Linked DNA regions of Sus scrofa: region 2 is linked to region 1. The links are chromatin contacts, called in public Hi-C maps. All regions are on one chromosome and are shown on one strand. Each heading gives the region's core, a stretch centred on a gene start, on an enhancer-like site or on the middle of the called end of the contact. The rest is flanking DNA. Distances are from core to core; before and after follow the strand shown.

The links. Hi-C and Micro-C count contacts between places; a contact is called where the count stands out from the background.
Region 2: a Hi-C map of liver shows a contact between it and region 1, with 5 times the contacts expected there. The contact joins the promoter of SERF2 here to the promoter of CASC4 in region 1. A contact is called at or near these places in 3 of 47 Hi-C or Micro-C datasets (heart right ventricle, liver and skeletal muscle).

Annotation. Positions count from the first base shown.
Region 1 is chr1:127,235,293-127,240,928 of Sscrofa11.1, forward strand. CASC4 (protein CASC4) reads right to left here and starts at 3,196. Exons shown (of 10, transcript XM_021096541.1): 1 at 2,546-3,196. The coding sequence starts at 2,872.
Region 2 is chr1:127,764,496-127,770,131 of Sscrofa11.1, forward strand. It overlaps SERF2 (small EDRK-rich factor 2), which reads right to left and starts at 3,023. Exons shown (of 3, transcript NM_001190206.1): 1 at 2,955-3,023; 2 at 2,229-2,337; 3 at 1,265-1,606. The coding sequence starts at 2,961. The coding sequence ends at 1,543. SERINC4 (serine incorporator 4) reads left to right here. Exons shown (of 10, transcript XM_013993067.2): 10 at 79-292. The coding sequence ends at 292.

The sequences.
Region 1 (5,636 bases), core at 1,946-4,445:
ATTCTTCTGTACCATGGTAACAAACAGGGCATTGAAAACAGAAGTCTTTGATCAAATTAACTGAGATTTTGTTAAAAAAAATTAAATACGCTCCTTTACTAAAATATTTCTCAGAGCCTTTATATGCTAGCAGGCATCTCCAAGAGAGGAATATATACTTAAACCATGTAACATTGCCCTCCAAAAAGAGGTTTTCCTTTATTCTCCTATCTATAAACAATTCCTAGGGCAGTATTCTGTTCAATAACATCTTGAGAAATACTGCTCTAGGGGAAAGCAAAGGGCCAGGAATAAAGTCTATTATTATTAGGCAGTTGGAGGAGAAAAAAATATCCAGTAAAGAATATAATGAAGAAAGCAGGAAACAAATCTGGAAAGTTAAATGATACAGAAGTGAGAAAGGAGATAGTTTCCCAAAAAAACTAGAGATAATCAATTACTGAAAGATTAAACAGAATGAGAATTAAAATGTTTTTTGGATTTGACGAGCAAGACTTCAAGAGAACAACTTCAGAAAACATGAGGAAAGAAGGTTGGCAAACGGAATTTAAAAAAAAAAAAAAAAAAAAAAAAAAAGAGTTCCCATTGTGGCTCAGTGGTTAACGAATCCGACTAGGAACCATGAGGCTGCAGGTTCGATCCCTGGCCTTGCTCAGTGGGTTAACGATCCGGTGTCACCCTGAGCTGGTAGGTCGCAGACATGGCTTGGATCCGGCGTTGCTGTGGCTCTGGTGTAGGCCGGCGGCTACAGCTCCAATTCGACCCCTAGCCTGGGAACCTCCATATGCTGTGGGAGCGACCCAAGAAATGGCAAAAAGACAAAAAATAAAAATAAACATAAAAGATTAGGATGGGGATGAAAAAAGAAACTGATTTAGTATTTATAGACCACCAATAACTGGAGGTTAGCAGTGACAGTAAAAACAAGACATTGGTTGATTGGAAGAAAGGAGTATATACAAGGATAAAAATAATTTTAGAACAGCCAACACCTACACTTTTTTGAAGGTAAAAGTGAAAACCTACCTAAAGAAACTGATAATTATAATCCAAGAGATGAAAGAAATGGAATCCAGAGTATAAATTACCGGAATACTTACCTTTTTTTCCCAGACTGGAGAGAATTTGAATAATAAAGCCTAACCATTAAAGTCTGAAGACCTCATTTCAATACTCTGAAATTTCATGGATTTCTGCCTACTCCATCCAAGAGAATTTTTCAGTCTATAGAATTCAGTATGTAGTATGCTTATAAATTTGCCGACCTGTTGCTCTTCTCAGAAGCTGCCTATATTAATGTGAAGGTGTAAATTATTAAAAAAGCACTTACCTGAGGGTCTCAATCTTCATGAAATAAGAAGTAAGATAGAGGCTGGTGACAATAAGGAAACTGGAGCTCAGGAGATTTTAATTTAAAATGACTTACTACAAATAATTTTAATATACAATATAAAAACTTATAATAATAATAACAGGAACACACAAAAAACAATGTGAAGATTACCAAGAAAGGGTCCAGAATGGAAGACATCTACTTATTCTACCTAAAAATTTTCACACTCTAGTATATCAACAGAAGTTGCATAGGACATAAGTTAATAATATAATAAACATATATAGTTATATATGTTAAGAAGTTAATATTATAATTCATAAGTTAATAACATAATTCCCAATACTCTGGTGAGAACAAAGACTATTCAGTACCGGGTCTAGTTCCAGTCTAGCTCTAAACTTTTTAAATTTAAACTTTGTATGGCTGTCCACCCAGTAAAACACCAACCCTAATAGCTACTTAAGCATACAAAATTTCATTTTTTTATTTCCTTTCAATATCAGTGAGGAAAATGACATAAGACTGTTGGCTTAGAACATATTTTTAGATTCTATCTTTTTGGCTAATTCATTAAGAATTCAAATTGTGTAGATAATTTTTGATTAAATATGTCCAAGTCACAAGTATGGCTCATATATGGTTCCAGAACCCATCCATCAGAACATTATCGTCACAAAAAAAGGCAGTAATAGCTGATCTTTAACTGCTTAATACAGAGCCCTATAGAGATAGTCGAAAAATATATGGTGACCATATATTTAAGTAATAATAAGTAGTTAGAGGAGGCCCCATTCTTTAAATAAAGAAATTGATAATGATCGGTGTGCACGGAATAAAAGATAAGGCAATAATACACCAAACCTAGCATTCTCCAGATCTGTCCATCTGTAAACGTAAGGCGGCCGGCCACATAGGCCAAATGTTTACAACTGCCAGCTCAGCAGCTGAGCTTGGAGAAAAGGCGGCATCCACACACAGGCCACTCTTGAGAACCAGAACTTAGAGCTAGTTTCGTCTGGAAGGGACCGGAAAATGTGGTGGTGATAAACTGGCTAAGGTCTAACAGAAATAGGGTTGTTAGCGGTAAGGGTAGCCTCCGAGGCTGCAATTCTGGAAGGCATAAGGCAACCGGGATCAGGCTAAACAACCCCACCACGAAGCTGAAAAAAATATATATATGGGAATTGAGGGGAGAGGACTGGTCCTTACCTTGTCATCCTCGCATCTTTTCCCGAGGCCCTCCCTGGCCTGCAGCCGGCTGCTGAGGCGGCCGTAGTCGGCCTCTTTCTGGTCAATCTGTTTCTTGTGCGAGTCCACCAAGAGCAGGAGGTCCGAATTGCGCTTCTCCAGGCGCCCGCGGGCTACCTCTGTGCGCTGGACCTGGCCCTGCAGCTCGGCCACTTCCTCCTGAAGCAGGACGTGGCGGGAGGAGATGCTCCAGTAGTTGAAGGCGAGGACAGCGATCACGACCAGCAGGACCACCAACACGAAGGAGGGCAGGCGGCCCGCCCGCCGGTTGGCCCCGAAACCGACCATGGAGCCGAAGCAGGCTGTGCCCGGGAGCCTCAGCGCCAACACCTGCAGGCAGAAGCTCAGGCCGCGGCTGCCGAGTTGCCTGGGGGACGCAGCCCCAGGGCCAGCTGAAGGAGGAGGCGGGCGGAATCGTCCGCCTGTAAGCCGGAGAAGGGGGCGGGGCCGCAAGCCGCTGGACCCTCCCCGCCCCCTCTCCTCAAATCCGGCCGACGCGCTTTCCCGAGGCTTTGAATTAGATTCTGCAACAGCTGGGCGGAACCGGAGAAGCAAGCCGCTGGCACCCGAGGTCCAACACCTCAGGGTTAGGAGGCGGGGAAAAGAGCCGGAAGGGGGTGGATTTAACTCGGGCCCCGCCCATTGTCTGAGTCCGGGTCGCCAAGGGGGCCATTTCCTAGTTTCCGCCAACACCCCCTCTTCTCGCGAGAAAGTGGGCTGCTCTCGATCTTCGCAGTCTTATCTCGCGAGGGTTATCCCTGTCAGGAAGAGTGTTGTATTTATTTTGGCGACTTGGGTTAGCTCGTGTACCTGAATCGGATCCCCTTCAGCTTTTACCTGCTCAATTCCCTTGCCCCGGGGTCTAGGAATGCCTATCCTGCTCTGTCCCTCGTGAGAGTTTTTTGTTTTTGAGGACATCTGAGGCAGCGACCGCTATGTAGGGAACACATAGGTGAGCTGCGGGCAGAAAGGGCGACTGGAAAGATTTTGTACTTGCTTCAGTAGATTTTCTCGCTTGTGCTAACAATGTGGAGGAAAAAATAACAACTAAAAAAAAAAATGCCATAAAATAGCGGTGCCCCGAACATTAAGGAGAAAAGCCAGAGAAACTAAGCTTTAGGACTAAAAGAGGGTGGTTCCAGCCCGCTTTCCAAGGTTACTGCCTCCACCAAGGGAAAGAATTCCAGAATTGTGTGAGCCCCTGTTCTTAAACTCACTGCTGCTTTTGCCTGGAGCTGGGCTTCCAAGTAGAAAGTCCAAAAGCTGCCCACAATGAATGATAACTTAACGCTGATACTGACAGCAAGCACGTTTTGGAGTTGATGTGATAGCTGTCTTACAAATTGTTTTTGCATGCTTAATCTCTTTATCTCTCAACAACACAGTTTTACAGATGAGGAATCCAACACACAAAAATATACCAGAAACTTTCTCAAAGTGCCATATCTTGTTTGAGACAAAACCAGTCTTGAGTCTGGTCACTGGTCTCTAACATCATTGCTGTTTGCATTACACCAGGCTGACTGCTGCTATATGTTCGCCATTAATTACAGTGATGCAGAAAAAGTAACCTCTTTTGCATATTTCTTGCATAAAAGTTTTAAAAGTTATTGATGCTATCCTGTTTAAGGAGAAAATGGAGTCCCTTTATTTTTCAGACCTCAGGATCAAGAACTTCCATAAGCATAAAACCCCCCAAACACAAAAACTTTGGTATTTTCATTTGAATCAGAGTGGTATGATGTTGAGGCAGGAAGATTTGTCATCTTTGAATAATTAGTATTCCCGTCCATTTCAAAAATAAAGTTACTTGCCTAATAGTCCTAGGGTAGCCTGGAAGAATTATTGCACCTTCAAAGAATGATGATTTCTCTCTCAGAGATACAGAAAAACACCACCAACATTATTAATATTTACTTCACATCAAACTTGAGCCCTTTGCTCTGGCATAAGATCTAAGAAATCTCAAGTCTCAAAAGACAAGCAGACTTTGGCAAAAAGGAGCAAGGCAAAAATGGGAAAACCCTGACTGTAATGGATCCACCTGTTCTTTCCTCAACTTCATAAGGAAGTTGGCCTTGCTTTGCTTAGCCAGCAGTTAAAAATTAACCTATAAAATGATGTTAACTGCTTAAGATGTTACTCTTTCCTAAAGCGTTTTTTATGGAATTCTGGCATGCAAAATATATTATTTACAAAACATTCACATATATTTTTTCATCAGACGCTTAAAGAACTATCTACTTAGTACTATTATTCCATTTTCCAGATATGGAAGTAACTTGCTCAAAATCATACATCTAATAAATGACGGGGTTGGAGTTCCCATCGTGGTTCAGTGGTTAACGAACCTGACTAGGAATGAGGTTGCGGGTTCAATACCTGGCCTTGCTCAGTGGGTTAAGGATCCAGAGTTGCCATGAGCTGTGGTGTAGGTCGCAGATGCAGCAGCTCGGATCTGGCATTGCTGTGGCTGTGGTATAGGCCAGCAGCTACAGCTCCAATTCAACCCCTAGCCTGGGAACCTCCATATGCCGTGGGTGTGGCCCTGGAAAAGACATTAAAAAAAAAAAAAAAAAAGCAGTGTTGAAGCTTGAAAAAAATTTTTTTGTTTTGATGGTTACCCCTTCAAGCTCTTCCCCCTAATGGAGATATCATGAAGACAGTGCATATGTGCCTTCATATAGATGCTTCTAGATTAGGCATTAAACAATTCGAGGTAAAGTCTATTCCTTAAGCCAAGTGATCAAGGTTAACAACAACATTGATAAGTCATGTTGATATGTACCCTTGATATGATGTAATGATAGTAGCACTCTGTGGTCTTCCCCAAACTCATAACCCTATTTAATCACGAGGAAAATATCAAACTAATCTCAGTTGAGGGATAGTTCTAGAAAATACCTGACCAATAATCCTACAGACTAACAGTCATAGAAAATAAGGAAAGTGAAAAACTTTCACAACCAAAAGAGGGTAATGTAGTTACCTAGATAGGACCCTAGAGTGGGTAAATGACAGGTGAAAACTGAGGAAATTTGAATAAACTATA
Region 2 (5,636 bases), core at 1,773-4,272, 530 kb after region 1:
GGTCTACCATACTCTTCAGTGGGAGGTAGGACAGATGATTTAAAAGTCATGGCCTTAACCAGAGCTTTGGTTCCACAGCTATGAGGGAGCAGAACTGGAAAAGACGTTCACCATGGGTAGCTGGGCTACTTTCTGGGTCAAGGTTGCCTCATGCTGGGCCTGTGTACTCCTCTACCTGGGGCTGCTACTGGCACCACTTTGTTGGTCCCCCACCCAGGAACCCCAGCCCCCTCCTATTGTCAGGCAACATTGTCATGCATCAGTATCACCAGATAACAAACATCCAATCTAAGTACTTTTAACAGACTCATGTTACCTTGAAGTTGTAACCCTAGTCTTGGGTCACAGGAGCTGGCCAGCCCAACAAATACCTCAAGGACACAATGTGTAGTTACCTCCCTTTAGGCTGCAGTCAGTAGTACATCCGACTTGAAAAAAGTGGCTATACACACCCTGACCCTGAACATCTGACTCACCGGCGCTAGCATTACATCTTCACCCCAGCTCAAGAGCCTAACTCGGCAGCAAGAGCCTAACTAAGTCAGCAGCTCAGGAACCACTGCTGATCCCAGCAGACAGTGTGGCACCAGCTCTTTCCTGGCTCTCATGGTGGAGATGGGGGCAGGGAAAGACCAATGGGGACTGAAGACTTAGTTGGCTCTGCCCTTGAAGATAAAAAGGAAAATAAGTAGTTCAGCCCTGGGTACAGGGATGTAAGAAGCCCAGAACAAACCAGGACACAGGAAGAAAGGAGCAGAGACTACCCTGGGTTTTAATCCTGATGCTGAGGTCAAAGGAAATGGAAAGACAAAAACCACCCTCATTCCATGAGGAATGACAGAACAGAAGAGAATGTGAACACTTGAGAGCAGCTAGCCATGGGAAGTTAATGAGCAGCAGGATCTGGGCCAACTTTCAAGAAGGTGAGCAAACTGAGGAAGAATAAGGAAGAGGGGCATACATTTAGGTCTTGGAGCCTTCCTTCTTAGGACCTCAACCCCATCCTTAAGATGGTGTTTAAGGTCCGAGTGTGGGACTGATATCACAGAAAAGAAGTCCCTACGGTTCTGAGAGGATTTCTCTACCACGTACCCAACATATTTGTCTGTTTGTTGTAGCACAATAAAGGATTTTTGCTTTGACGTTTCACTTAATCTACATATCCACAACCTTTTGGAGTCTAAAGGTCTCCCCTTTTGGTGGGAAAGGGCAGGCAGCCATTCCTCCATCCCCAACCCCCCAAATCCCCAGTCAAACCAGGCGCTCAAGGAATTACAAAGCTACTTTTAATACTTTGGGGTGAGCCCCACAGGAATAAAAAACACTGGGAAGAGGTAACCTCCTCACCCCCAGGAGTGGCCCAGGGGGAGAGAGGCTACCTGAGGGGAAGGAAGCACAAAAGGGACCCGCTGCAGACTCAGGGCAAAGGGAATGCCATCGGTGCTGGGACCTGTGAGCACTACAGGAGAAAACGCGAGCGTGGTGGGACTGGCTCCAGGCACACAGGCGAAGGGCAAGAGGGTTGGACACGAAGCCACAAAGCTACTTGGGTTCCTCCTTCTTCTCGTTTGCCTTTTTCTGCTTCTGCTGCATGATCTCCGAGTCCCTGGGGGTAGAGATGATGGGGCACTGGGAGGTACCAGAGGGCAAAAAGGACAAGATGCAGGGGGATGAAGGGCACAAAGGATAAGATGGAAGTGGATGGGACAAAATTCAGCGTGTGGCTGCTATATTCCCACCCTAGGAGAACAAGAGGAAGAGAGCTGAGGCTCAAAAGGCAATCAGTCTCTATCTGGCTTTTGCCCAAGGGGTCAGAAGTCTGGCCACACAGGCCCAAGGCTATTCTGTGCCAAGTACCACACCCAGCAACACCAGTGAGAAAGGTTGGGAGAAGGGAGGACAAATGAACTGCAAGGAGGGCCAAAAGGACTGGGCTGTCATAACCACTACTGCATTTGAAATGTGAAGTTCCCTGCCCTTGCCCTTAAGGTCAGACCCGGGGGGCACTCACAAATCAGACCGAGAGTAAGCACCAGCCCCAGTCCGTTCCTATATGGCTGTGAGCTAACAATTTAGAAGGTGAGAGGAATAAAACCCTAGAGCAAACAATGCACTCTGCCCCTCACGACTAGTCCAGATGGTAAGCCCTGAGGTAGTTCTCTTTGCTGGTACAACCCTTGGTCTAACCCAGGTCTCACCCCACCCTCCCCTCCCCTCCCTGGGGCTACCTCTGCTTGCGGGCGGCAGCAGAAAGCCCGTCATCTCGGCGCTTTCCCTTAACCGAGTCGCTCTGCTTTTTCATATTCTTCTGGCGGGCGAGCTCGCGCTGGTTACCGCCTAAAGAAAAAAGGTAAAAGGTGAGACGCGAGAGCCTTTCTGGCCACACACCGACAACCCTGTTCCCTGACCCGGGACACCAGTAGGGTCCAATACTTCATTCCCCAGGCGTCGACACGGGACCGTTTTTCAGGGCCTAGACTGCAGATTGGGCGGGGAGGGGGGGTGCGGAAGCTGCCACGGGGCAGGTCAAACTGGGAAATCGAGGGACGACAGTCCCGAGAAGCCTGCTAGAGACAAGTTTCGAATTTCGTTGCAGCATGGGGGCCCAGACAGGTGGTGGTGGTGGTGGGTGTACGTGGTATGGATCTCTGTGGGGGATGGGCAGAGATCTGGAGTAGAGGAGCTCGGGGTCCACCACAGGGGCACAGGGCTTCTCCCCACACCACGGAAGGTCTGGGAAGGGTTTTGCCTGAAGGGGCGGTGGGGGTAAGGTTCTCAAAAAGTGGCGGTGGGCGAAGGGTCGATTTCCGGGCTGCTAGGGTGAGGGTCGCTATAGACCTCTCCCAGAGAAGGGTCTCGCTGGCGAAGCCAAAAGGAGGTCAGTGCCGAGATTTGGCAGTCTTGTGCAGGGTGAAGAGGAGAAAGGGGCAAGAGAAGGGGGATTCGGTGCTCACGGGTCATGGCGACGGCAGCGGCTCCGGCCTGCCTCCGTTGCGTCCCCTCGCTCAGAACGACGTTGGAAGCCCCGCCCCTTTCTCGCAGCGTAAAGAAGTCGTCTTTTCCTCCCCGCCCCTTCGCTCCCGGACTCCGACTCCCATTGGACAGGAGTAAACACGTGGGGCCACGGGCCACGCTTGAGCCCGGACGGCTGAGAGGCGGAGGTTCGTAGGCAGAGCGCACGGCGTGGGGCGGGGCTTCCCGAGCAAGTCGTTGGGTCGGGTGGGGAGAAAGTAGGCCGGGTCACGTGGGCAGGGTGGGGGTGGAGGGGTGCGGCTGGCGATGTGGCGCTCCCGCGGGCTTGAGCACGTGACCTGGCAGAGTGACCTCATGCGGGGAAGGTTTGGGAGACAAACTCGCCCATAGGAAACCTTGGAGGGACGGAGGGCGGGGCATCTCGGCGGCGGAAATGGTCCCCCAGGTTCTTTTCGCAAGACTCTGGGGCTAAACTCTGTGGTTAGGATTCCCCACCGCTACCGAGCCACTCATGAGGACACCTGAATTCACGTACGCTGTAAAATCACGTACAGACGCAACTTCAGAAACTCCCTTCCAACCCCATTGTTCCCCCATCCAAACTCCTCCAATATGGAAATAAGCAACCACATCCTGTAGGTCCTAAAATTTGATCCTACTCTTATCGCCACGGAAGCTTTAAATATGTTGCTTGCAAGTATTGAAGGACTCCAAAGTCACAGACTGAGAGATTGGGAAATGCACATGCTATGTCCATTTCTCCCTCTAGCTTTCTCTACTACTATCTCCACCAGCCATACCTGGCTTGTAATTGGTAGTTGAATAGGGCGGGAAGATTAGACTTCCCGCTGAATTCTCATTCCCAGCACTGCTAATCTGTCTACGACTCCCTACCTATCCTGGGGAATTCACTGGATAAAGGAGAAATGCTTAGGAAATCTCACAGGAAGGGATTGGTTGTGATTTTCTCTAGCTAATGCCCATAGCAGAACTGACTTGAGGCTAGAACTTCAAACTTGCTTCTGTCTCAACGTAGCGCTAATGGGCATGCAATAAACCACATTCAGGAAATTCTCATGATTTTTGCCATATCCAAGTAATCACTACTACTTCTTGTTAAAATTTTTCGGAAGCCCCCTAGTGGCACAGTAGTTCAAGGATCTGCCTTGGAGCTGCTGTGGCACAGGCAGGTTAGATCCCTGGCCAAGAAACTTCCACATGCCTGGGGCGTGGCCAAAAAAAAAAAAAATTATATCAGTTTTAAGTGAAGAATACAGCCCAAACTTAATATTCCTTTAGTAAATTTAAAATCAGTTACTGCTTGCCCACAAACATGAAGTAACTATAAAAATAAATACAATGCAAACTATTGCCTTTGAAATGGATAGGCAATGGGATCCTGCTGTATAGCACTGGGAACTATATCAAATCACTTATGATGGAGCATGGTAATGTGAGAAAAAGAAATGTATATGTATATGTGTGACTGGGTCACCTTGCTGTGCAGTAGAAAATTGACAGAACACTGTAAACCAGCTATAATGGAAAAAATAAAAATCACTAAAATAAATACATACATGCAATGTGGAGTTCCCATTGTGGCAACAGAAACAATCCAACTACTATCCATGAGGATGCAGGTTCATTTCCTGGCCTCGCTCAGTGGATTAAGGATCCAGCTTTGCTGTGAGCTGTGGTGTAGGTCACAGACGCAGCTCCCAGCTAAGATCCTTTGTTGCTGTGAGCTGTGGTGTAGGTCACAGACGCAGCTCCCAGCTAAGATCCTTTGTTGCTGTGGCTGTGGTGTAGGCTGGCAGCTGTAGCTCCAATATGACCCCTAACTGGGAACTTCCAAATTAAATAAATGAAAAAATAAATAGATAAATACAATGAAGATTTCCCTGGTGATGAAGGGAGTTAAGGATCCAGAGTTTTTATTGCTGTGGCTCAGGTCACTGCTGTGGTGCTAGTTCCATCCCGGCCCAGGAACTTCTCAATGCTGCAGGTGCAGCCAAAAAGAAAAGAAACAGAAAATGACATTTAAAAAAAAAAAAAACTGAATAGGAGTTCCTGTCATGGCTCAGTCATTAACGAATCCGACTAGGAACCATGAGGTTGCGGGTTTGACCCCTGGCCTCGCTCAGTGGGTTAAAGATCCGGCATTGCTGTGAGCTGTGGTGTAGGCCGGCAGCTACAGCTCCAATTGGACCCCTAGCCTGGGAACGTCCATATGCCACAAGTGAGACCCTAGAAAAGACCAAAAAAAAAAAAAATGAGTAAATGAATAAATACAATGAAAATGAAATATATTATTAAATTTCTACCAGAAGAGTGTCACTATCAAAATTACTGAGCCTGGGGCCTGTCCTCGCTCTTGCTTTTTTTTTTTTTTTTTTTTTTTTTTTTGGCTGATCCCATGGCATATGGAAATTCCCAGGCCAGGACTGAACTTGTGCCACAGCGAAAAAAAAGATTTTTTTAATAAATAAATCTTAAAAGCCGCTGCAGTGACAATGCTGTATCCTTAACTCATTGTGCCACACTGGAACTTCTGCTTTCTCTTTCTTAGAGAAATTAACAAGTGTTGGAGGGGTAATAAGGCATAAGTCTTCCAAACTGAAGCTTTCTATTGACATAATCAGAAGATTGAAAAGCATTTAATT